3 separate regions of the Mus musculus genome follow, and all the other regions are linked to region 1. A link is a contact called in public ChIA-PET and promoter capture Hi-C data. All regions are on one chromosome and are shown on one strand. The core of a region is the stretch at or near the end of the contact, and the rest is flanking DNA. Distances in the headings are between cores, read along the strand shown. Region 1 holds the start of Hacd3 (3-hydroxyacyl-CoA dehydratase 3). Region 2 overlaps Igdcc3 (immunoglobulin superfamily, DCC subclass, member 3). Region 3 has its middle 18 kb from the start of Gm36365.

Region 1 (4,586 bases), core at 48-2,547:
CAACAGCAGAAACTAGGCGTACGTCCTGGCAATAGCCTTTATCAGTGTCAAGGACCAAATGAAAGCTTTCTGCAGGAGTAATGACTGATCTCTGAGAAGGGAGACATGGCCCTGAGCCAAACAGGGCTAGGAGGGGGGGGGGCAGTCTCTAGAGAGGACAGTGTGGTTTCTTTTTCATTTGACTGACATCATCATAAAAGCCTTATTCCCATCCCCCTGCCCCTGGCCTTGCCTTCTAGTCTCCCTCACCCTGCCCCACCACCGTGTACTTTTTAGCCTGGATGATAAACTCTACTTTATTTCCCTTTCCTTTGTTTGTTCAGGTTGGCCTTGAACTCAGTACGTAACTAAGGATGACTTTGCACTTCTGAACATCTCAAGTGCTGAGATTACAGGTGTTCACCACTAGTCCTGATTTATGTGCTATTGGGGATCAAACCCACTACCGACTAGGCTATAGTCCTCTAGTCCTCTAGTCCTCTTACTAATCTCTGTCTCTCTGTCTCTGTCTCCTTATTGATTTCCCTGGAAATGGGCCCATAATAGCTGTGCTCCTTTACAGAAAAACTTAGAAACAGATGATGACACTACAAGGAGCTGAGGTTATAGTAGAGTGCCTGTCTGCAGCATCCAGGTCCTCAAATGCTCAGGACGGGGCTAGGGATGCCAAGGAACTGATTTGTTTGTTTGCTTATTAGTTCATGTAGATAGCTATAACGAATGGGCTGTTCTGTTTGTTGGGCAGTGAATGGAAACCATCTCTCTTAAAACAGGAAGCCTGAGGCCAGGGGAGGTGTTGCACACCTTTAAATCACAAGGGAGGCAAAAGCAGACGACAGGTCCCTGGATCTGGTCTACCAAGTGAATTTCAGGTCACCTAGAGCTACATAGTAAGACAGACAGAAAGAAGAAAGAAAGGAAGGAAGGAAGAAAAAAAAAAAGCAACACCAATGTATGTCTTGAATGGCTCATCTGTCTTTCTGTGTGTGGCCTTGAAGCCCAGGGAGGAAGTGGGTTCTCACTAAACGCTGCGATCATACAAAAAAACTTGGAAGGGATCCTTGCACACAAGCCTCTTCATACGCCGCCAATCCGCCCTTTCTTTGTAGATTAGAGCCTCTCACTTTCATGTTCTTGTGCAAGGACCTCTCTGAAGCGCCACAGGAGGTAAGCGAGGAGCTCAAAAGCCTCTGATCCGAAGGCCACTGAGCCGCTGATCACGTGGCGCAGCCGCTAGCCTCTCCCACGTCCCGCCCCGTCCTCTCCCTCGCTGGGTTCGCCCCGCCCTCCCGCCCCGGTCCTCACTGCGCAAGCGCGAGCCGCGAGCGTGGGTTATCTCGAGACAGCCGGGCTGCGGGCTGCGGAGCGTGCGGGTCTGAGGCCTGCGTTCTGCTAGCTCCAGCGGCTCACAGGCCGAGGTAACGAGGCGCAGCAAGCCGAGCCTCCCCGCTCCCCCGGACAGCGTGGGCCATGGAGACTCAAGTGCTGACGCCGCATGTCTACTGGGCTCAGCGACACCGCGAGCTGTATCTGCGCGTGGAGCTGAGTGACGTGCAGGTAAAGGCCGGGCTGCGGGCTGCGCGCAGGATCGGGGGCCCCCCGGTCCCCGTCGGCCGCCCTGTGCGTTTGCGCTCCTGCAGTGCGCCAGCAGGAACCGCGAGTGGAGCGCCCCGGTCTCCCTTAGGGGCTGCAGGTGCCGTCCGGCGTTCTGCGCTTGGCCCCGGTATCCCCTTTGTTCCTGGTAGGCGCCCTGGGGAGCCTCAGCAGAGTCCTGGAAGCCGGCGGCTGGCCTTCGGGTTGCCTAAGGCCCTCTGAATTGTGGGATGAGCTCCGTGGGTCTAAAGTGCGGCTTGACAGTGGCCTGTTGTGCGGTAGCAGGACGTCAGCGCTGGCCTCTGAGGTTTAGTCCGGGCGGCCCATTGACCTTCTCAAGGCCCGTCGCTGGGCTGGGCGGGGGGCAACCCCCCAACCGTTCAGTGATAGAAATCTACACCACACCTCCGCTCACCAAGGAAATGATTTCCATCCTCTCTTTAAGGCTGCGAGCTCAGCCTTAGCAAGTTGCGTAAAGAAATTATCGTGTGACATTAAGTATTCATTTCACCACGTTTACCTATTAATGTGAGCAAATCAAATCCCTGGGAACTTCCCATGTCTCTAACCAGACCATCCAGTATTCTGTGTGAAGCGAGTGGTTTTGGTCTGGAATGTTCTTTCCCTAGTCTCCTTGACATCCATGGTATTGTAATCTTCATTCCTCTGAACTGTTTCTTGCTCGCAGTTAGATACCTGTCTGAATTCATCAATTCATCTGGTCTATTTTCTTGCAGGGTCTAGGTGCCCATGTCCACTTGAGTCTAATCTTTGCTTCTGGAATGTAAATAATTTCCCCTTGTGAACGATGAAGCTAATACTGGCCAGAATGTCTTTGAGTAAGCAGTAAATTTCATTTAAGGTGTAAGCAAACCCGAATAAATGCTACTCTAGAATAGGATGAATAATTCTCTGTGCTATTGTTCTCTACTCTGCTACAAGATTCTTTGCTAAAATAGAAAAAAAAGTTTTTGTTTTTAATTTTTATTTTTGTATTTTGGAGACAGTCATGCTATATAGTTATGGCTGGCCTGGAACTTACTATGTAGACCAAGGCTGGCCTGGAACTCACAGAGATCTGCCAGCCTCTGCCTCCTGAGTGCTGGGATTCCAAGTGTGCACCACCATGCCCAGAGATTCGAGTTTGAAACACGTTAACAGTGAACACTGTGAAGGTGGAGAAGAAAGGAGAACATTTCTTTTGGAGAGAAAAGTCCTTTTTAAGAAATTTTGGGAAGAACGAGTCCCTCACCCCTATGGAGGCTTTATCTTTCTGGGGCTTCACGTCTGCTAGTCTGAGGCGTTAGTTTTAAAAGAACATGTCAACACCATGTATACCACACCACAGATTTACAGAGATGAGTCAGACGAGCTCCACTTTCCCAGGCCCAGGCACCTTTTCCAGGGCATTCTGTCCAAAAGGAAGCATATCACATACAAACAAAAAAGGTTGTTCATGAACATGTCTGTTGGTAAAGCTGGGGTTTGGTGTATTCTTTGCCTCTCTTTTGTTGAGTTGGAAATGACTTCCAGAGATGAGAAGGCTTCTTGTCTGCCTTTTACTGGGAGAACTTACCAGAGAGCCCACCTGTAGCTAAAACGAAGCTTACTGTAACTACTCTTTGCCGTGTGTGTCAGTGTCTGTTAAGAGTGTGTTAAAACTGATTATAGGATTTGAGCATTGGTGTTTGTGAGAGACCAAATGGAGGAGGGGGCTCACTGCTGTTGATAAAACTGTTCTGAAAAACTGTAAGGAGAGAGACACAAGATTAAACTGTTTTGGAGAAATAGTGTTTACTTTGGTCAAGGGAGAGAGGGTGTCTGGTATATCTTTGGTGGCAGTATGACTAGGTGTTTGTTTTTATACACACTTGTGCATTAGGCTTGGCCTCATTCTGTTTTCAGAATAATCTTTTCTGAGCTGTTGTTCTATGAGATAGTAATGGCCAATAAGAGAATGGTCAATAAACTGTTCCAGCTGTGCTTTTAGTGAATACACGAGCTGCCTCTCTTTGCTTTCTTGATTAATCTACTAGGGTTCTGTTGAAACCACTTGTAGCTCAGGGTCGGCTCAAGATGAAGCAATCCATTTGCTTAGTACAAACCACTTAAGGAGTACTCACTCTCGTTGGTCCCTAAGGTAGGTTCTGGGCTCTTGGGCAGCTTTCCAATACTCTTTTGTATCTTCCAGTGTATCCTACAGCTGCTATATGAATTTCAAAGGGTTGAAAACTCCATAGCATTGTGGGGGGTGATCAATTCTGCCTCCTTCCAGGACAAGATGCACAATCCAGTTGTCACATCAGTCTTTGGAGTTGTAGAGTTAGCACTGATGGGAAACCACCGCTGTTGTGTACAGGGTTGTAAACAGCTTCACCCGTGACTTTATGCTTGAGGTGAGCAGTGGCACAGGCAGCAGGGAGTTTGGAATAGCACCTCTGGTGAAGGGCAGCATCAGTACACAGGTCTGGCTCAGCCTCCATGGTGGTTAAAGCAAGTGTTCATTTAGCAAGGTTTCTGCTGTATTCAGACAGAGTACACAGTTAGTTTGAAAGATACTGTTTTTCAGTGTCTGATAGAAAGAGAAGTCACCCAAGGGGTGAGATTGGGCCTTTTTTCTTCTATTTATTAGCTGGTGACCACAGATAAGATGAGCCTCATCCTCCTAATTTGCATAAATATGAGTAATAATGTCTGAGTCATGGGAAGGGTTCTTTTGATGTTTGAACTGGGTTTAGAGGGGATTTTTTAATTCTCGTGTGCCATCCAAGCATGTGGGGTTTTATATGACTGTGATGTTAAATCTTAGATGAGAGATAGATACACAGAGCACTGAAGCTGAGCACCATCTGTTAGCAGACCCGTCTACATACGAAACCTTATCACATGGCCAAGATGGCTTTACACAGTAATTGAGAAAGGACGAATCATTCAGAAGATAGGATTAAGAGAACTATCAATCCAAGTGGCAAAAAGATAAGATTACTGCCTCT
Region 2 (4,523 bases), core at 232-2,731, 160 kb before region 1:
AGCTCCGACCTATGGCTTTGACACCACCCCTCTCCAGATCTCCAAAAGTGTCTGGGAAATGTGGAGCCCTGGAGGCCAGCAGCAGGGGGCCAGCGTCCTGATTCAAACATGATGACTGCTAGCTGGTTTTGCTGTTGTTTGCTTTGGGTTTTAGACAGCATCTCACTGCATAGCCTGGGGTGAGATCCTTCTCCTAGATCCTAGACTCCTAGGTGCTGGGATTACAGACCTTCTAGCCCAGTTCTCAACCTATGGGTTGTGACCCTTTTGGGAGTCTAACAACCTTGTCACAGGAGTTGCCCAAGACCTCTAGAAAACATGGATATTTACACCATGGTTCCTAATAGTAGCAAAACTACAGTTATGAAGTAGCAACGAAATAATTTTATAATTGGGGGGTCACCACAACATGAGGAACAGCATTGAAGCGTCACAACATCAGGAAGGTTGAGAATCACTACCTTAAATTCCACAGAGGATCTGAATTTGATCAGCCGTTGTTAAATTCTGCGGCTTGATATCTGTTCTATCTAGGATGCTGAGACATGCCCAGGAATATAAAGGCTCTGGGAGGAAGGGCCTTGGTTAACTTTGTTCCCCACACGAATTAGACCCCTGAGCCATTTTTTCTCTCCTGCTAGGCCATAGCTTGGGAAACGAGGGAGCAGATGGCCCCTGAAGTGCCTAGTGGCTCCGGATGGTAGCCTGCTCTTTCCAGCCTCTCCCTGGGACCCAGGCCCTCCCCCCACCCCAGGGATCAGATTAGCACAGCCAGAACACAAGGAGACAGCTCCCCATTCAGGCCCTGAAGTGGTGAAATCTACTCCATTATCCCACACGGCCCCTCCTTCCCCCATCACTCAGCTGCTAGTGCGGCACAGTCTCCCTGTGAATGTGACCCCACCCCACCCCCTCTAGAGGCTCCTTCCCCCAGTGACCTTTCGGCTCAGACTAGTGGCCCATCTGCACCCTTTCACTGCTTTCTTCAGCTGCCTGGGGATTCCGGCTGGGCAGACTTGGGAGCAGGCAAGCGCGGCAGGAGGGGAGGGGGGACGGGCCAGGGCAGAGCCAGAGTGGGTTGCTTGCTGAGATTTTGAAGGCTGAGGATTGCATAGCGGGGGTGTGACCAGGCACAGAGGGTGGGGCGGGAGGCACTGGGTGCTGCCGAGAGTTCTAGGGGCTAGAGAGACAGGACAGCTTGTACTCGGTAACCCAGGGAACTAAGCCAGCCCCGCAGGGAGAGAGAGAATGTAGCAGCAGGCTGACCTCCAGAGAAACTCAACCCCTCCCCAGGCCACAGGGAGGGGATCGGATTGACCCTTGCTGAAAACAAATACAATGTAAAGCCCCCCAGAGCTGGGTGATGAGACCGTGAGACCAGCCCTCTCGGGGGGCAGGCTGGCCAGAGAGCAGGGACTATGGATAAGGCTCACCCAAGCGGCTCCAGGACACAATGGGGCGCGGGTTGCCCGTGGCGACACACTCCAGCACCGCAGTCTGGTGCACTGTCAGGGTGAGGTTCTCAGGCCCCACAAGAATGGTGGGCTCCTTGTAGGTCCCTGAGCCCGAGCCTGGGAGGAGAAACCCACATTTCCTTATTTCAGTTGGAAGCTTTTTCACTCCCTCACTCTCGCCAGCCCGCCCCATCATGACCCAGGGTACGCACCAACCCCCAACCAAGTCCTGAAAAACAAGGAGAGAGATGTTGGGGAACCTGCGGGTCCTGACAATCGTCCTTCCTCTCCCAGCCAGACCTCTAGACTTGGGAGAGCTCAGGGAAGACATGCTTCCCAGAAAGAGCGGACTGGCAACCAGTCTCAGGCGCCTTTGGCTTGTGGGCTTATGCTCAAAGGACCTCTGTATACACGTGGTCTCACTGGGGAACTAGGTGTGTCTGGGAGTAGACCAACTGGGGTGGCTGAGAGAACCTGGCAGGCCAAAGGAGCTCACCTGACACAGTGAGCCTGGCCCCGTGGCTGACCCGCACACTAGCAATGTTTGAGGCCACACAGTGGAAGATGCCGCTGTCCTCAGCCCGAAGTCCTGTTATCTGCAGGACTCCCTTGGGCAGTAGTGTGTACCTGTGAGGGGAGGGCATTGTTGACTATCAGCACAGCTGTTGCAACCTCAAGCCATGGGGATATAAATGGAGACATGGGCACTAACCCAACCTTATTGCTGTGATCACAGATGATTACTGAGACCCTCCCAGGAGAACATACCCTCCTAGTCTTGATAACAACACACACAATACTCTTACACAATCTCATGAGCCTAGAATCTGGGCCTAGTAAGCCACTCGGACCCATGATTCTGACTGCAGCTTACATAATAGCACTGTCCCAGCCTGTAGTCTATCCCAAGTCAGCTTCCCAGTTATCCCCTGTCCTTCCCACAAGAGGCTCACCTCTCATCGTCCGTGTCAATGGGAACTCTGTTCTTCTCCCATGTGATCAGGGGCTTGGGAAGCCCATGGATTTGGCACTGGAAGCGGGCCACACCACCCTCCTCACCCGTGACGGCCTGGGGGTGTACGTGGAAGTCGGACATAGCTGGGGAGACAGAAAAGGGGAGATGGATAAAGTGGAGGTGCAGATGGAGAGAACTGAGGGGTCACCCTCTGAGGAGCAGTGTCTTCTTGAGGCAGGACAGTAGCTTAGGGGACATAGCAGCTCTTCCTTCAGCCCTCCCCATCACGCGTGGGCACACTCCAACCCGAGGTGACATAATCATTAAGATACCTGGATAGAAGACACTGAGATAAGACGTGGTCACTACAAAGCTCCTAAGTGAGATAGATAGGACTTACCAAAAGGAGGCCAAAAACGCAACGAAAAAACCCATAATGTTTTAAATACATTTACAACATTGTATCAGACTGAATTCATGGCTTCCCTTGGCTGTAGGGCTGACAAGCCTGGCAGACCAACTCCAGGAAGAAGAAGCTCTAACAGGGTATGTGCAGGCTGTGGGAGGTCCCATAGGAGGGAAGGCTCTCTCAAACCTCACTCATGGAGGCCACCTAGACACAGGCAGGCACTGTTCCCACGTTGGCTGGTATATGTTTATCTGCTGTGACCTGAGCAGTATGAGTCCCATTCTACAGAAGTGGAAACCGAGGCCCAGAGAGCATGCTGGTTTATCCACCATTACCTAGTAGGGTCATCAATAGTAGTTCTGCCAGACTCTCCTTGGCAAGTGGCCTTTTACCCTTTCTTTCCTTCCTTGCCCGTACAGTTTCTGCAGTTTCCACAAGCGCCCCAAGAGGGTAGTGTATCCATGCAAGGTGACAGGCCCTCTCAGAAGACTATCAAACCTTCCAATCTACATTTCAATGTGTCATAAATATTCAAGGCCCCCCTCCCCACCTTGGGAGGGGGGAATCAGACTCACACTTAAACTCTGATCTGCAGAGGGGGCTATGGTGCCCCCTTGTACCCCCAGCTGGTTAAGTGTTCTTCCCACCCTGTTCCCACCCTGGCTCGGGCCCACACTGCAGACCTGGGGGGGTGGGGGAGAGCCCCTCCTGTGTGAGTTCCCAGCTTCAGCGTTGGGACTGAGATTTCATTAAAATCCACTTTGCTTCAAGTGCAGGAAGGCGGTACACCATCTGTCCAGGCTGCAGCCACTCCCCTCTGGCACTCCATCAATTGGGACAGTGGTTTTCTCCCTCCCAGAAGGAGTGCCCCCCCACCAGCAGCAGGCACCCCCGGAGCTTGTTGCTGGCTGTTTCTGCTCTGGGCTCCCTGGCATGCCTAGACAGCCCTCCTCATGGCCCCAGTGTTCCTTCCCTCTCAGGCTCCCTCAATCCGCAGTCCTGCTCTGGACTCCATGGCAGCTCAGCAGCTTGAAAGGATGAGGCTGAGCCTTTGTGCCTTCCCCTCAAGAGTCTCTGGGGGCTGGCTCCTTTGTGGCCATCCCCATCTCATTTGCATATGGTTCATTAAATATAAACATGCATAAAAAAATCCCCTTCCCAGCCTCCTCCTCTCTGATGGCCTCCCGGGACTATGGTAGATGGGTGTGCACAGCTCCCTGGACACGCATTCTGGGCTGTGTGTTTGCTGGGAAGCCTGGTGCTGTCTCCTGGATGTGGCCTGACCCCATCTGGACCACAGTAGGGGTTTGGATCAGGCCAGCTACCACGGCCGGTATGTGTTTCTGGTGCTGTGTAGGTGATCAATCACGAGTATCTCCCCATGGGTAAAGTTCCTGTGGACAGGACTGGGGGCCTGGCTTTGGGAGGGGAAGGCAAGTGGTCCAGCTGGGGTCCCCATTAGGCTTGATGAGAGACTCCCCTGGGAGCATTCAGAGGTCAGACTGCCCTGCCTCAGGCCAAAGGCTGTGCTTGGCCAGAGGCCTGAGGATCAACCTGGGGCTCAGGAGTGGTAGAGACTCTGGGACCCTGTCCAGATCAGCCTCCAGGAAGGTAGGGCTGGAGACAGATCTTGGGGGTGGGGAAGACAGCACCCAGGCTCCAGAGTCTGCTATCATATCCCCTCACTCAGACCCTGCCTAGGTAG
Region 3 (4,299 bases), core at 1,233-3,732, 230 kb after region 1:
GTTATTTTGAGAAATAGGAAAAACCAGTCTAGCTTTGTGGTCCAAATTATTTGGTTTGGGCCAGACTCTTTGGATCCAGTCCCTCACATTCTTTCATCCAGTCTCCTACATTCTTTCAATACCACTGCAAAGAAAAAAAAAAGTGTGGCAATGTATCCCAGCTTACCGATGATTTCCATCAAGGAAAAAAAATGAGAAGGGACTGAAGATGTGGCAGAGAGAGAGAGAGAGAGAGAGAGAGAGAGAGAAAGGAGGAGGAGGAGGAAGGGAAGGAGGGAGGAAAAAAGAAAAGGAAGAAAAGAAATAAATAAAGATACAAGTATTTATTGTGGTTTTCACAAGGGCAAGCAAGCAAGGTTCCTCCTTCCTCTGTGTTGAAGCAAACATACCCCTTCAAGTCCCAGGAGACAGGACTTGGGCTTTCATTTTGTTTCACACAGAAGGAAAATGTTACTTAGAACTTCATCTTCATGTTGAAGACCATCAGAGAAGAGGACCTAGAATTCAGCTTTTGTAAATATGTCTCAGCTTAGCCTAACATTTACAATTCAGATTATTCTCCAGGCACTGGCTTGGTTCCAAAACCCAGGCATCCCATGCAACTCTGAATTAGAAGTCTTAGAAGAGAGCAACAACAAAAAGCTCCAAACCAGCTTCTCTTAATTACACTGCACTTCATACAATAGCTCTTGCTAAAGTTAGCTCTGGGATGGCAAAATGGCTTGATGGAAAGGGAAAGAAAGATTCAGGGACTCATGCAAGTTCAGTCACCTCTGTTGATCTTCATCTGTTTGGCAGATATAAGGCACACAGAAGTATGGCACATTAAAATGGAGCTAAATGTGATGTATGCATATAAATGATGGCTTTTAAAAAAAATCTGCTGCTATATATTAGAAAATTGAAAACGTCCTTTTCGTTTGAGACATGGCCAGGGCTTTATGCTAGCTAGACAAGCACTTACTAGATGAGCTACCAGCCAGGCTGGAAGATCATGTTAGAGAAGTAACTATAAAGACAAGGAGAGTGAGTTGGGAAATCATGCAGCATGCACAGGCAGCGTCCGTGCAGTTTGACCCAAAAATAGAGCAAGTGATGAGGAAACTGGGTTCCAGAGTAGTTACAGATTACCCAAGTCCACAGCAGGAGAGAGTCCGAGAATAGGCACCGAGCTCCAGCCGGCCTCCTTAGTTCATGTTTTCCCCACACTACTCAAGGCAATATTCTTTTTTTTTTTCAAAGATTTATTTACTTATTATATGTAAGTACACTGTAGTTGTCTTCAGACACCCCAGAAGAGGGAGTCAGATCTCATTACGGATGTTTGTGAGCCACCATGTGGTTGCTGGGATTTGAACTCAGGACCTTTGGAAGAGCAGTCAGTGCCCTTACCCGCTGAGCCATCTCTCCTCAAGGCAATATTCTTATCACCACTATACTTTCTTTAAAATAATAGACTGTATATTGTCCATTAAGCAATTGCTTTAACAAACACTTCCTGGATACCTAATGCCTGAAAACATGATTGGACAGGTCTGCAGGCCTAATTTGATATGATTATAATTTTTTTTCAAGTTAGGAACAGGTATAATATAATATGGGGCTAAGAGTAACTCTCCTTCCCTTGCTTGAATTTCACTGAATTTGTTTCCATATAAAAGCTACAAATAACAGAATTAAACCACAAATAACAGGTGTCTGCACTGTTTTTTTACATGACAGAAACATCAAGTCTTAGCGGTCACTATATGTGTGGTTTGTCCACAAATGCTCTTAGATTTGAGCAAGGATGGCAGGATGACGGGAGATCTTAAACGTTCCCTCTTGATCTGATGTTTGGCCTTGTCGGGCATCGATGGGAGGGGAGGGCCTTGGTCCTGAAGGCTTGATGCCCTAGTGTAGGGAAATGCTAGGGTAGTGGGGCAGGAGGGAGTGGGTGGGGGGAATGTTGGGGGCGGGGGAGAGCACCCTCGAGGAGGCGGGGGCTGGGGTGGGATGGGGGACTTTCAGAGTGGAAACCCGGAAAGGGGCTAACGTTTGAAAAGTAGATAAATAAAATAACCAATAAAAAATAAAGAAATCAAACAAACAAACAAACAAACACACCTTTGGCCAGTGAGATAGCTCAGTGAGTAAAGATACTCACTGCCTAGCCTGAGAACCTGAGCTGCATCCTGAAACCCACATAAAGGAAGGAAATAACGGACTCCTGAAAAGCTATCCTCTGAGTGCCGTCCCTGTCTCCCCACCCCACATCCCACACACATACACGCTGTGAAACCCATCATAAACGCACAAAAATACATAAATGCAATGAAATTTTCTTAAAAAAAAAAAAACAACTTGGTAACACTTTAGCACAAGACTCACTTCCCTTTTGCTTATCAACCACCAAAAGACGTTTCCCCTTCGTGCTTGTTATGTTTTAACGTAACTATGGAAACGTAGCTCTTTCCATCCGACTGACGTGTTATTCTGTTTCCATGTAGTCATCTTCTGAGAAATATTTTAAACACTGTGGTCACTAGTCGGTCTTTGGGTTGCTTTGGTATAACCACGTGAACCTATTGGCATTTTAGCACGTTAATGTCTTTCATCAGGAGCTAGTTCAGTTTTGGTACCATGGGCTCTCTCTAATTCAATCACTTTTGTCCCATTTAAAGCTTTGGTAGCAGAAAGAAAAATGTAATTATCATTCAAACAGGATAGGACATCAGATTTATAATTTACATGTATTTATTTATAAACTTACATTTCTATATATTGTCATATATGTCAAGTTGAGTTTTGAGAGTTCTGTTCCTGGCATATGGCAGGCTGGAAATTCATACTGTACCTCCCACTAGCAACAATCAAGAAGATTAAATTTAAAAAAAAAATCCTAGGGACTCGGAGAGAATGTTCAGTGGTTAGCCAATTAGAAATTGCTTATTTTCGTGTGTGTGTGTGTGTGTGTGTGTGTGTGTGTGTGTGCACATCCACTTGTGTGAATTCTTGTGTAATGAGTGCATGGAGCAGCTTGAAGAGGGCAGGAGAAGGCATTGGGTCCCCTGGAACTGAACATTCAGGAATTGATGAGCAGGCTCATGGTTGCTGGGAATTCAGAATCCAAGTTCTCCACAAGAGCAGCCATTGCTCTTAACCTCTGAGCCATCTCTCCTGCCACATTAAAGAAAAATTCACACATTTATTTTATTTATGTATTTGTTTGTGTGGGTGGGTGGGCGGGCGAGCGCTTATACATCTTTGGATGTCTGCGGAAGCCAGAAGAAGACATTGAGTCCCCTGTAGCTGAAGCTATAAGCAGGTGTAAGCTTCCCGACACAGATGCAGGGCTCTAAACTCAAGCCCTCTGGAAAAGCAGCAAACTCTTAATTGTTGAGTCATCTCTCCAGCCCCCTTAATTCTTTTTTTAAATTAAATGTATTCCTTGATAATTTCATCATGTATATAATGCATACTGATTCTGCTCGCCCTCTATCCTCTCATGTGTGCGCCCCTTCCCACTCCATCAACCTGCTTTCCTCAGGCCCCTCCAGTTTGCATGCTATGGCATGCTCTCTCATGTAGCTATCTGTGCAACCTGGCTTCTTTGCTGGACTGGAAGTACAGGAACATAGAAGCCGCAAGGGTCTGTTTTATTTCTGTCATCTTCCATAATACCTGGCAAAACACGTGAACGCTTATTTGCGCTCGGCAAACGTCTGCTGAATCTGAAAATAGGGCATAGGAATGCTTTTCTTGCTCATGACAGAAGGCTTCTTGGATGATAGCTTGGGGCCATTTCCAGCTTTTATATGGATGATTGTAGAGCTCTGGTGAGGAATGCTGGATATAATAAGTGGGGGGAAACTACTCAGGCTATTTAGCCACTAACAGAGAGAGAGGGAAAAAAGAATACCTGGAGAGATCAGAGCCCATTTAGAAGCAGAGATGAGGAGAAAAACTGGTGGTGCGAGAGCAGAAGGAGCTGGCCAGGAGCACACATGTTATTTGAGTCTAGTGATGAGGAAAAAGTTCTTTTCTTAAACTGCTTTTATAAAAGACCACACATCCCATGTACAGCTGGTGTATTTTGAACCTGATTTTGAGAGACTCCCTGAGGACATGAATCAGAAGGTGAGCTGGCTTTTTAAAAGTACAGTTAACCACCCCCCAAGCACAACATTGAGTAGAAGAAGACAGATGAAGAATATTACATGCTGCCTGATGCTGCTAGAATGGAGTTCAAAACCAAGCAAAACTAATTTGTGGTTTTAGATGTCAAATGGAGTTAGCCTTGGAAGGTGCTGATCCACA

Evidence for each region. Promoter capture Hi-C pulls out the DNA fragments that hold promoters and counts their contacts. ChIA-PET counts read pairs in DNA pulled down with a chosen protein or histone mark.
Region 2: a contact with region 1 is called in a promoter capture Hi-C map of embryonic stem cells, with 5 times the contacts expected there. The contact joins the enhancer-like site here to the promoter of Hacd3 in region 1. A contact is called at or near these places in 8 of 39 promoter capture datasets (embryonic stem cells, neural stem cells, pre-B cells and 1 more), 1 of 15 datasets of contacts at CTCF or cohesin (embryonic stem cells), 12 of 484 Hi-C or Micro-C datasets (embryonic stem cells, epiblasts, extraembryonic endoderm stem cells and 3 more), 12 of 115 datasets of contacts at active chromatin or transcription factors (astrocytes, embryonic limb bud, embryonic stem cells and 4 more) and 2 of 9 other capture datasets (adipose tissue and embryonic stem cells).
Region 3: a contact with region 1 is called in an RNA polymerase II ChIA-PET map of memory CD8 T cells, with 176 read pairs. The contact joins the enhancer-like site here to the promoter of Hacd3 in region 1. A contact is called at or near these places in 2 of 39 promoter capture datasets (fetal liver and pre-B cells), 2 of 484 Hi-C or Micro-C datasets (CD4 T cells and liver), 7 of 115 datasets of contacts at active chromatin or transcription factors (the 230-238 cell line, the HPC-7 cell line, effector CD8 T cells and 3 more) and 1 of 9 other capture datasets (adipose tissue).

What each region holds. Positions count from the first base shown.
Region 1 is chr9:65,018,428-65,023,013 of GRCm38.p6, reverse strand. It overlaps Hacd3 (3-hydroxyacyl-CoA dehydratase 3), which reads left to right and starts at 1,297. Exons shown (of 11, transcript NM_021345.2): 1 at 1,297-1,557. The coding sequence starts at 1,471.
Region 2 is chr9:65,175,424-65,179,946 of GRCm38.p6, reverse strand. It overlaps Igdcc3 (immunoglobulin superfamily, DCC subclass, member 3), which reads right to left. Exons shown (of 14, transcript NM_001357257.1): 3 at 2,408-2,552; 4 at 1,951-2,081; 5 at 1,434-1,571. Among named protein-coding and RNA genes, the nearest start is that of Gm40527, 16 kb to the left of the region's middle. Within about 2 kb of position 1,481, at least 94 of the 459 cell types and tissues checked have an H3K27ac peak or open chromatin away from gene starts, as enhancers often do. A contact at or near this core is called in adipose tissue, astrocytes, embryonic stem cells and 5 more, where this site is marked.
Region 3 is chr9:64,787,649-64,791,947 of GRCm38.p6, reverse strand. No RefSeq gene overlaps it. Among named protein-coding and RNA genes, the nearest start is that of Gm36365, 18 kb to the right of the region's middle. Within about 2 kb of position 2,482, at least 140 of the 459 cell types and tissues checked have an H3K27ac peak or open chromatin away from gene starts, as enhancers often do. A contact at or near this core is called in the 230-238 cell line, the HPC-7 cell line, adipose tissue and 6 more, where this site is marked.